Regions from separate parts of the Sus scrofa genome. Here regions 1 and 2 are each linked to region 3. A link is a contact called in public HiChIP or PLAC-seq data. All regions are on one chromosome and are shown on one strand. Each heading gives the region's core, a stretch centred on a gene start, on an enhancer-like site or on the middle of the called end of the contact. The rest is flanking DNA. Distances are from core to core; before and after follow the strand shown. Region 1 has its middle 170 kb from the start of IER5L. Region 2 has its middle 94 kb from the start of NTMT1. Region 3 has its middle 21 kb from the start of IER5L.

What was found. HiChIP or PLAC-seq counts read pairs in DNA pulled down with a chosen protein or histone mark.
Region 1: an H3K27ac HiChIP or PLAC-seq map of alveolar macrophages shows a contact between it and region 3. The contact joins two enhancer-like sites. A contact is called at or near these places in 1 of 47 Hi-C or Micro-C datasets (subcutaneous adipose tissue) and 1 of 2 datasets of contacts at active chromatin or transcription factors (alveolar macrophages).
Region 2: a contact with region 3 is called in an H3K27ac HiChIP or PLAC-seq map of alveolar macrophages. The contact joins two enhancer-like sites. A contact is called at or near these places in 1 of 47 Hi-C or Micro-C datasets (embryonic fibroblasts) and 2 of 2 datasets of contacts at active chromatin or transcription factors (alveolar macrophages and skeletal muscle).

Annotation. Positions count from the first base shown.
Region 1 is chr1:269,624,269-269,627,833 of Sscrofa11.1, forward strand. No RefSeq gene overlaps it. Among named protein-coding and RNA genes, the nearest start is that of IER5L, 170 kb to the left of the region's middle. Within about 2 kb of position 2,018, at least 48 of the 83 cell types and tissues checked have an H3K27ac peak or open chromatin away from gene starts, as enhancers often do. A contact at or near this core is called in alveolar macrophages and subcutaneous adipose tissue, where this site is marked.
Region 2 is chr1:269,723,951-269,727,666 of Sscrofa11.1, forward strand. No RefSeq gene overlaps it. Among named protein-coding and RNA genes, the nearest start is that of NTMT1, 94 kb to the right of the region's middle. Within about 2 kb of position 2,026, at least 70 of the 83 cell types and tissues checked have an H3K27ac peak or open chromatin away from gene starts, as enhancers often do. A contact at or near this core is called in alveolar macrophages and skeletal muscle, where this site is marked.
Region 3 is chr1:269,474,415-269,478,193 of Sscrofa11.1, forward strand. No RefSeq gene overlaps it. Among named protein-coding and RNA genes, the nearest start is that of IER5L, 21 kb to the left of the region's middle. Within about 2 kb of position 1,382, at least 66 of the 83 cell types and tissues checked have an H3K27ac peak or open chromatin away from gene starts, as enhancers often do. A contact at or near this core is called in alveolar macrophages, skeletal muscle and subcutaneous adipose tissue, where this site is marked.

The DNA.
Region 1 (3,565 bases), core at 768-3,267, 150 kb after region 3:
TGTGGTGAATACATGTGCATGTACTTGGATCCATGCATGTTTAACATGCCAGTGCGTGCAGGTATGTGTTTAGGCGTGTGCACAGGCACGCACGCGTGCACACCTGCATCAACTGTGCATGCTACTTCTTGCTCAAAGCTGGAGGAGTGTCAACATCTTTCACTCACGTTTGCTCTCTCTCTGTGACCTGCAGCCTACCTTCTGCTTTTTGCTTTTCTCGGCATCCAGTGCCAGCCCCCACCTCTCCCACTCCCAGCAAAGACTCTGGCTCTAGCTGGGCTTCAGCTCTGACGTTCCCTGGGCCTTGAAGCGGACTCAGGGCACATTAAGCATCAACCTTGGCTGGATGCCGTGGCCTCTTTGCCGCATCTTCAGTGGGGACCGAGCGCACAGCCACACATCACAGGCTTGGCCCGGGACCTGTGCGGGACAGATGCACTACGATGCTTCCGATGGTGACGATGGCGAGACGTTCCTCGGGTGGCAGCAGACCAGCGTGACCCAGAGGACGCACGGTTTAGGCGTCACCACCAAGGCGAAGGTAAGCCAAAGCAGCGCCCTCCCTCCCGGGCCATGGGCTCCCAGAAAGATGCTGCAGCGGAAGGAGCCAGGGCAGTGAGGAGCAGATGTGCTCCTTCTGGATCGGTCTCCCCGGCCCACTGCGGTCAGGGGGTGGGTTCTCCCACCACAGCCTTTCCAGCAGCTCCACGCCCGTCACATGTGAGGTATGTCCTTGAAATCACACCCCAACTCCTCTCGGTGGCCTGCACCCCCCTGCCCCCTCTGCTCCAGCCACGTAGCTGTCTTTCTGCTCTTCCAACACACCAGGCATGTTTCTGCCTCAGGGCCTTTGCATGTGCCATTCCCTCTGCCTGGTGTACTTCCATTCCCTCTGCCCCGTGTATTTGGTCCTTAAATCACCTTCCCCCGGCCCCTGCTCATCCTTCAGCTCAGAGGCCCTCTCCTCAGTACACACGTGTGCACACACACACAGAGTCACTCTCTATTACACCCCTGACCAACAGCTAAAATTATCTTAACACTTTTGTGTCTTGATAATCACGTACTCAGAATTCCTGCCATGGCGCAGCAGGTACAAATCTGACTAGTATCCATGAGGAAGTGGGTTTGATCCCTAGCCTCGCTCAGTGGGTGGGGGATCCGGCGTTGCCATGAGCTGTGGTGTAGGTCACAGACGTGGCTCAGATCCCATGTTGCTGTGGCTGTGGTGTCGGCCAGCAGCTGCAGCGCTGATTCAACCCCTAGCCTGGGATTCGACCCCTAGCCTGGGAACTTCCATCCGCCATGGGTGCAGCCCTAAAATAGATAGATAGATAAATAAATAAATAAATATCACCTACTCAACAAAGATTTTCAGGAAGGGAAAGAGGGAGGGAGGGGCGTGGCTCCTGGGATCCAGTCTTCCCCGAGCCATTTATTTAGCACCTTCTCTGCGCTGTTGGGGCCCAGCCCAAAGTCTAGCCAGCAGGGTGACCTTGGGCTGCTCGCTCCACCTCTGTCTCTCCATCCTTGGAGAGTGCAAAGCGGTCTCATGTTTCTGTGGGACCCTCACCTCCACTTTGGTGGTGTCGCAGACTCTCTGCAACCTGGGTGTCTGCGGAGCCTGGGAACGTGGGGATCCTGGGGTCCGCAGCCAACTGCGCCTGCCCTGTCCTCCCACAGCCCTGCCTTTGCAGGGAGCACCTTCTCTGGCCTCCCCTGGCATGTCTCCCGGGCTCCCGCCTCTTCCCAGCTCTAAGCACACCGTATTTTGCTTGTTTATTTCTCTGGCTCCTCTGAGAGGCCTGGGACGGGTGTTTTCTTTCTGCATCCCAGCTCAGTGAGGGATACTCTGCCGGACACCCCCCCCCCCCCCCCCCCCCCCCCCCCCGGGACCTCATCCGGCAGATGGGTCTTCCAACTCTGCCACCAGTTTGCTCGGCACTGGGACGAAGCCACGCCCTTCTCTGGGTCTTGAGACTTGCTTGCTATTTACTGCTCACCAAGAGCTCCAGCAAATAGCAGTACTGTTCATGGCCTCTCCCTCATGTTTGTCCAAAAGGCCCGGCTTGCTAAGCGCCCCAGCATCTGCGCCTTTTTTGTTAAGACGGCCCGGTTTCTGTGTTTGTTTCAGCTAGGAGGGTCCCCGGGGCGCCTCTGGAGGAGGCGGTGCGGGAACGGCAGAACACACGACGTGGGCAACCGCTTTCCTGTCTTCGCTCTTCCCACCCAAGCCCCAGGGGTGGAAAACAATCCACACGCCAGAAACCTGACGCTGCTGCCGAGCTGGAAAAGCGGGTTCTGGAAGGGAAGGATGGGGGAGGGGGCTCCCGAGGCCCCAAGGCCGCTGCCTGGGAGCGGTTCTCATCAGCCAAATGGCCCTTGGTGCCCCTGGACGGTCACTTGGGAGGGTCCCTCTCCGGGAGACCGGCTCTTGCCAAGGCCACCTGCGCCACGACCACTGCAGGTCTTGGCGCTCCTGGGAGCCGCCCGGAAGGGCAGTCCGTGCAGGCGGTGGGGTGGAGGAGGAAGCCCGGGTCGCTGCAGAGCCTCGCCAGCCGTAGGACGGCCCGGCCCCGGGTGGCGATGCCTCTGCCAGGGCCGCCAAGCCCGAGCCCGGCTGCCGGGGACGCGCCGCGTGCGCGCGCCCAGGCCTCCGCCACCGGCATAAATTCCCGAGCTGTCTGTGCATGTCTTTTTCTTTCACTAGAGGTTGCTCACTTTCACTTCTTGCTTCCTTTCGGCTCCTCCGCCGGCTCCGTGAGCGCGTGTGCTGGGGGAGGGTGTGTGCCCGCGCGCGCGCGTGCCCGCAGGCTCCCGGCGGATGCGCCCCCTGCCCGCGGAGAGGGCGCTCGGGGATGTGCGGGGCCCCGCCGCCTGGCGTCAGGCGCAAGGTGGCCCAGCTGTCCTGTGCCCAGCAGGAGCCTAAGAGCTGGTTTCGACCGCCTCCAATTCAGCCCTGCCCGAGGTTCCTTCGGCCCCAGTGGCACCCCAGCCCGCGTTACCCTAGGAGATGGGGCGTGGGGGGGGGGTGTGGAGCAGACAGGAGACAAGGCCGGCCCTCATCGCTAGGTCCCTGTGCTGGCGTTCCCCCTCCACCATCACCGACCTCTCTCACTTTCCATGTCTTAAAAAAAAAAATTGCAATTCTCCCCTGAAGCTGCTGCTTCTCCTGACACCAGAGGCCTCTCTGTGGCCCTCTCTCCTCCAAACAGGAACCCGAGGCCAGGATGGATGGAGCTTTGCTTCACTGAGCAGGAAGCCACATCCTGCGAAGGCTGGAGCCTTTTGCTTGAGAGAGTGGGACCCGGATGGGACCAAGAAGTATCTCTTCTTCTTCCCTTCTGGCCCTGGCCTGCTGGCCTCATTATAACACTTTTAATGCACCCTGGGCCTAAGGTCCACCTCAGGGCCTTTGCACAGGCTCTGGTCTCCACTGGGCCAGAGAACTCCATTCCTCCCTAGCTGTGTGACCTTGGGGAAATTACCTAACTTTTCTGAACCTTCATTTCCTTGCCCGTAAAATGGGCTCATAATAGGATGTTTGAGGATTCCAGGTGATGAC
Region 2 (3,716 bases), core at 776-3,275, 250 kb after region 3:
GGGCAGAGTTTACCCATGCAGGCTGGAGTGTCCACACCCAGCACGCAAAACCCTTCACAGAAAAGAATGAAGCCAGGGACAAGAAGAAAAGAGGGGCTGAGTAGGAACCAGCAGCCAAGGCTGCCTCTCCCCATGCTGCCACTTCCAGCGTGGACCCCAGGATTCTGAGACTCCTCAATACAAACCCAGCCTTCCAGGTGTGTTCGTCCTTAGGAAGGTGTATTTGCCAAGGAAGGAGGACAGAGCATGTTTTATTCAGCACTTCGTTAGCTTGATTTATAACTTGTAAATACTTAGATGCGAGGTAGGTGGGCTCTGCTTATATTCCTGCTCCCCCACCTGCCACCCCAGGGCTGCCTAGACAGAAGCAGCCTTCCTGGGCTCCACATCAGCATCCAGTGGCTGACCCTGGACCAGGCTTCTTTGGAGCTTCCTGACTCCACTTCGTGCACCCCCATTGCACCCCATGAATTGCCTCTGCCTTTATCTGAGGGTCCTCCTGCCTCCTCTTTTGAATGTTCACCTCCAGCCCCTTCTGCTCCAGGAAGCCTCCAGCTTGTCACTGGTATTATTTGGTCACAGCGGCTCCAGTGGGCTGACTGGCCGGGGATGTGACTGCCTGTCCCTCCTAAGGGACAAGAAGCTTCTAGAAGCAGCATCTCCTAGCAGACGCAGTAGCCTGCGCAGAGTACAAGTCTAGGCTCAGAGCGCCGCACACAAGCTTGGGGTCAAATCCCAGCTCTGTGACTTTCTTGCTGTGTGACCTTAGGAGGTGCTTGGCTGCTCTGAGCCGGTTTCCTCTTCTGAAAACCCATAATCAGAACCGTAGCTCTCGCAGCGAAGAGGCAGTGCGGAACGCGGAGCCCACGTGTGCCGGGCACTTGGCAAGCACCCGGGAAGGAATTAGGAAGGGCAGGAGTTACATCATTCACTTCTTTTTACAGCTGAGAAAACAAGCGGAGGAGGCTCAGGGAGGTGAGGCCGGTTGCCCAAGGTCACACAGCTTGTGGGAGAATGGGGCCCAAGCCAGGGTGGCCGACTTGTGCTCTCATCACTGAACTCTTCGGCCGCAGGCCTGCCCACCCAAGTACCCTTCCCGGTGTCCGCGGCCCTTGGCCGCCCGAAGGCCACGTGGGGTCTCGGGGACAAGAGGCTCGGCCAGGGCCGAGCAAGGGTTAACGGGCTCCGCCGCATTGGGCCGGCCTCCGGGGTAACCAGCCAATGGGCGTACGCCGCGATGAGGTAATGCCGGGACCGCGCGGAGTGGGCGGAGCCAGCAGGGACTCGCGGGTCTGGAGTTCTGGCTCTCCCACTACCCCTCACCTTTGACCTTCATCCCCCCCACCTGTCCTCCTCCTGCAGCCCGACACTGGCAAGAAAGCCCTGTGCTGGAGCTGAGGGTCTGGGGCGGCTCTGCGTCCCTTAAGGTCTTGCGGCACGAACCCGGACTCCTCCTCCGGGACTCAGTTTACTCTTTAGCCAGAAGATCGCTAAAGACGGACCGGCGGTGACGTTCTTGGATCCCGGGACAGTTTTCAGCCCTCCCTGCCCTTGGCCCACCCTGTGGCGGGCATGGCCCTGGCCCTCTTCAGGTGGTGCCCAGCGCCAGGGGGCAAGGAATCCTCCCGGCCAAGCTGAGGGAGTCTCACCGGCCCATTCACACCCTCCACGTGGCTCCAAAGCATCAGCCCCTCTCTATCCCTGGGGTATCCGACATGCCCCCGATGCCAGAGCGCTGCCACAAAGCCCCAAGCGAGCTGTAAAAATAGCCCGACCAGCCGGTTTGGTGGTCACAGGTCAAAGTTCACCCAGCACCAAAATTAATTGAGCGTCTACTACGTGCAGCTCAGAGCTTCGGGGTTGGCTGTGGCCAAGCCGTCTTCGGAGCTGCGAGCGACCCGGGGGCGCCCCCACTCCAGGCCGGACTGCAGGGGGCGGCGCGCCCCCACGGTCTGGGTCTGGGCACGAAGCGGTTAATGCCTTTCTAGCCGAGCTGGCACTGCTGCCGAGGCCCAGGCTTATTAGTCAGCTCGCGGGGAGGGGGCGGTGGGGGAGAGGAGGGGCTGGAGTTGAGAACCGCAGAAAGCTATTCTCAGGGGCTCCCAAGTGTGGGGAGGGCGGCTCAGCAGGAGCTGCTGCTTCCCAGAAAGTTGATTATTTTTAACCCAGGAAGAAGAAAGGAAGGAGGCGAGGGAGAAGGACTCAGAGAAAAGAGGAGAGGATTGCAGAGGAGAGAAGAGGATGGGGAAGGGGAACGGGGAGGGGGAGCAAGAGAGAGGGGAGAGGGGGTGGCGGGAGGAAGGGAGGAGGGGGCAGGCAGCGGGGGTCAGGGAGGGGGTTCAAGGCCAGTTGGAATGTGGGAAGCCAGCTTGGGGGGGTGCTCTGGGAGGGAAATGGATGTGAAGGGGGCCCCTCCCTGCACCCCTCTGGCTCCTCTCCCAGGCCAGGCTCCCAGGGGCTGTCCATCCAGCACCGCCCCCCAAGCCTGAGCTGAGAGCAGTGCCCTGTTGGGCACTGCCAACCCAGGGCTGTGCAAGGCACTGGGGCTTGGGGAGTGGGGGGGCACAAGGCCGCCACAGCCCTGCCCTAGGTTGATCTCCAGCCCACAGCAGAGCCCACAGCAGCACCTTGACTTGACCTTGACCGGGTAGTGGTCACTGGTCCAGGGAGGGCTGCCCTGGAAACCCATGGTTTCTGCAGAGAGGGGTTCCTGGAGGGAAGGGCGGACCTCAGGCTCCCCTTCCCCTGCCCTGGGGTGGAGCCGAGCTGAAAACCAAACCCGGATGGTGACGGGGCCTATGGGGAGGGTGCTGGGAGCACAGTGACAAACATGACAGACGTAGCCAGGCCCACAAGGGGCTCACAGTCCTGCAGGGAAGGCAGAGGCTGCACACACCATTATGAATAATGCATCAAATGACAACAAGAGGGTAGCGGGCTGGGAGGGGACTGTGCGGGTGGGGCTAGAAGGGCTGGTCGCAGGGGCCTGATCTCTGGAGGGCATAGGAGGGCTCCCCAAGGAGGTGCCTGAGGGCCAGAAGGGATCAGGCAGGGGAATAGTGACTGGTGGAGGGAGCAGGAACCACGTGGATGAGGGTCCCAAGGGCACAGACCTAAGGACCCAAGAGAGGATCGGTGTGGCCCAACCACAGCCCTTGTCCTAGAGGCGGCTGGAAACCTTGGAAGTTTTACAGAGAAGAGCAAGGAGACCAGAACCGTAAAGTTCACTTGAGTCATAGGGACAAGAGTGGATATGGAGGGAGTTCCCTGGCGGTTCAGTGGGTTAAGGATCTGGCATTGTCACTCCTGTGGCTTGGCTTGCTGCTGTGGTGTGGGTTCAATCCTGGCCCTGGAACTTTCCCATGGTGTGCGCAGGGCCAAAAAAAATAGATTGTGGCTATGGGAGTGGCACCAAGGTCCCGGGAGAGTGATGGCAGCCTGGTGTGAGAAAGAGGGGAGGACACGACTCGGGAGGTCCAGAGGGCAGGCGCTGGTGTGTCACTGCGTGGGAGTGCAGGTGGCCAAGGAGGTGTTAGGGAAGTGCCAGGCTCTGGCTTGTGCCACAAGGGAGGCTGGTGCTGTCCCCAAAGACAGGGGCAGCCAAGGGAGCAGGTGCAGGGGAGGGCAGGCGGTTGTGTCGGGACAGGTGGGACAGGCTGCAGGAAGAGCTTGGGCACAGGCATAGAGAGAAGGGCAAAGGGGACCACATGTGGTAC
Region 3 (3,779 bases), core at 132-2,631:
CACTGGGGCACAGCATGGAAAGTGACTCACATCAGCACCTCTCCTGCTTGTAAAATGCTGGTTTCATATCCATCAGCTTTGGTTTTTTTGCTAGAACTATCCTACGAGGGGAGTGTACGGTGCCCTTCTTTCATTGATGGGGAAACAGGCTCAGGCAGGCGAAGACCTTTGCTGAACAAGGGCTGGGCTCTGTCACATTGAGGGAGCACCCTGGGCGTGAGATGTTTTTGTCCCTGGAACTCTTGCTCACACCACTGTGTGCAAGGCTGGGTGAGAGCTGCGTGTGTGTGTGTGTGTGTGTGTGTGTGTGTGTGTCTGTTTGTCTGTCTGTTGGGGTTGGGGTGTCTAGAAGACACATAAGACCCAGGCCCTGTCCTTGGGGAGTTTAACATCTGAGGCTACATCCTTGTACCAGTGGCCTCTGACTTGCCATGTGCCTTCGGGCAAGTCCCTGAACCTCTCTGGGCAAATTTCTCCTTGGGAATAATGAAGGCATTTGCAGGAATGGTTCTAGATTTTCCCAGTCCACCCATCAAATTCACTCCTTGGATTTCAAAGATGCCAGTCCATTTGTTCACACTCTGTTTGCATCTGTCTTTAGCTCAGAAAATAGTCACTATCACCTTCCCCACCCCCTCTGCTGTTTTAGCCTCACGCTACACTCTTTTGTACCCAGTACAAATAATTATTTGTGCGATTAAACGTCCCCTGTCTCCGTGCTTGGCCAGCAAAGATGGGGACCACGTCTGTCTTCATCTCTGTCTTCCCAAGGGCTCAGGGCCTAGCACAAAATAGCTGCTCACGAAATAGAGCAACTGTTATGATGATGACGGTGGTGGTAGGGTCCATAACGATGAAGACGGCGACGAAAAACAGACGCCAGCAGAGACAGCTGCAGGAGTGAAGTGACCCCCAGGCAGCCCGCAAAGCCCTCAGCCCCTCCCTGCTCCTGGGCCGCGGAGGCTTCCTATAGAGACCGCCGAGACACCTCAGTTCCCAGGCCGCACACCGCGGGGGAGAACTACAGTCCCCAGAAGGCCGTGAGGGGCGGTGCCGCCGGCGCTCGCTCCTCCCGGGCCCGCCCCGGGGTCGGGCATCATGGGAGTTGTAGTTCAGCTCCGCGGCCCCGGGCGCGCCTCCGCTGGAGCATGCGTGCACGGAGCAGCCGGCGCCCTAGGGGTTAGCGGTTGGTGGGGGAGTGCATCCCCCATTCCCCCGCGGGGTGTGCAGCTGCGGAAGGCCCTTTGAATTAACCCTCACGCGCCGAGGACCCTGGATAGCTAGGTCGCGTTCTTCCAGGAGCCCTTTAAGGGGCGTGGCTGGGCGCCTGCCCTATCCCTGACTCACCCACTCTTTTCACAAACATCAGCCCCCAGCCGCATCCGATCCCGCGCTTTAAAACCCGTGATCTTATTGAAACATTTCCAGACTCCATTGCCCAAGCATTGTCAACGCTGTGTCTGGTCCTTTGGGGTCAGAGTGGGCATGAGGCGGGATCGCAGACATTCAGCCATCATTAAGACATGAGAGGACCCCATCTGAGTCGTGGGGAGGGTGCCCCAGGGGTACAGGCGGCGGTACAGTGGCCCCAGGTTCAGGCAAAGCTTCCAGAGGACGGTGATATTCAGGCTGGGCTGGGGTTGGCCAGATCAGGAGCAGGGAAAGGTGTTCCAGTTGGAGGCAACAGCATAAGGGAGGGCCCTGGGGCTAAGAGGCCAGGGTGAGAGGTGGTGAGTTGAGTGGGGACATCTGAAGAACCTGGAACCACGATGAGGCAGGTTCATTTGATCTCAGATGGATGTATGACTGTTTCTTAGGCAGAATGGCTGGCCTAAGTTTGACCGGGGGTCAGTGGCAGAGCCTGGACCCAATCCAGGGGCACTGGTTCCAGGTCCTGGCTTGTTCCGCGGCAGGGTTGCAGCAGGAGCTGGTCTGGTTCTGTCCTGGAGCTGTTCCAGGAGCCGGGCCCGAGATGGGGGATTGTGGCTTGGGGGTGGGGGAGGCTCAGCACCCGACTTACTGGGAAGGGAAACTGAGACTTTCAGCAAATCTTGCTGAATGAGCTTCTGTATGAGATCCAAGAAAAGCCTTCTCCTTCTCAGACTCTCCAACTGTTAGGAACCAGCCCTGGGAAATAGGGGAGGGTCATTTTCACACCCTCCCCCCATCCAGATGTGGCAGAAGCAGGGAGGATTCAGGCCAGATGTTGGGGGGTCCGCGGGCCCAGCGAGTTGCGTGGGGTGGGTGGGTGGGCACGGCTGTGTTTGGAGCTCTCCTGTTGAAAATGAGCCTTAACTGGGTTGCTGCTCCGGTTTTCTCTGCTCTGGCACTGTGGCCAAGAGACCCTAGGGACATGCTCTGGGGCTCTGGTCACATCTGAAGAGAGAGGCAGGAAGCCCGGGCCTCAGTTCTAATGGCACCTGGGTTTTACTTCCAGGATAACCTTGGTGTGTTGCTCTCAGCCTGCTTCCTGTCCTTGGAACCCAGGCTTCCTATTGGGCACCTCAGGCTCCCAGGCTGTAGAGGAGTGTTCTGGACACTTGAGAAAGCCTAGCAGGAAGGAGGCCTCTGTGACCTCATCAGGAACGTTGGGCATCGTCTCGGTATGGACACGTCCCCCAGATCAGAGGCCCGGCTGGCTGTGGTTTTTCTTTGATTAATAAAAAATGGGGAAGCAAATCAATTACCCTTCGCAAATGCAATTCAGACGGCAGGAAAAAAATCTCTCTTGAGGCTTGGGGGCCTCTTCTTGAAAAGATTGGAACACACAGAAAGTGTTGGCCAGAGACATCCCCCCTACCAAGTCTGGTGGGAATAGCGCATGTGTGCTTGAATAGGAGAGGAGACTGAGGATTTAGGTTAAAAATTTACGAAGTTCCCACTGTGGCTCAGAGGTTAAGAACCTGGCATTGGCGTTCCAGTTGAGGCCCAGTGGTAATGAACCTGACTAGTATCCATGAGGATGTGTGTTTGATCCCTGGCCTCGCTCAGTGGGTTAGGGATCTGGCATTGCCGCGAGCTGTGATGCAGGTCACAGATGCGGTTGGGATCCCGAGTGGCTGTGGCTCTGGCAGAGGCCAGTGGCTACAGCTCCGATTTGACCCCTAGCCTGGGAACTTCCATATGCCACAGGTGGGGCCCTAAAATGGACAAAAAAAAAAAAAAATAAATAAAAGAAAAAAAAGAAAAAGAACTTGGCATTATCTCCGTGAGGATGCAGGTTTGATCCCTGGCTTCCATCAGTGGGTTGAGCATCTGGTGTTGCCACAAGCTTCGGCATAGGTTGCAGCTGCATTTCCGACTTAAACCCTAGCCTGGGAACTTCCAGATGCTGCAGATGGGTCATCAAACAACAACAAACCAGGATATGTGTGGCCATGAGGGGGGCATTTGTCCCTCAGAAGCCCGTCCCCCGTGGGACCCTAAGACTTCTGGGTAGTGGGAACTGTCTCCCCCTGGCTCCTCGCCCTTCTGGGGGGATGTTCTGGAAACAAGTGGTTTCTGCAGGTGCCCGCTGGTCAGGCTGGATCAGAGTCTCCCCAAGGCTGGCTCAGTGTAGATTCCTGAGCCCCTCCCGTCCTGAGATCTTGGTGCAGAGGGTGCGAGGAGGGGCCCAGGTAAGAGGTTTTATAAGCAGCTCCGGAGACAGCGGTGACAGGCAGTGTAGAGACCGCTGCTCTGCAGTGAAAGGCAGCAGCGAAGCACTGAGGACACAGCTCTGGGGTCACCCAGCCCCGGGCTCAAGTCCCAGCTCAGCGCTGACTCTGTGACACTGGGCA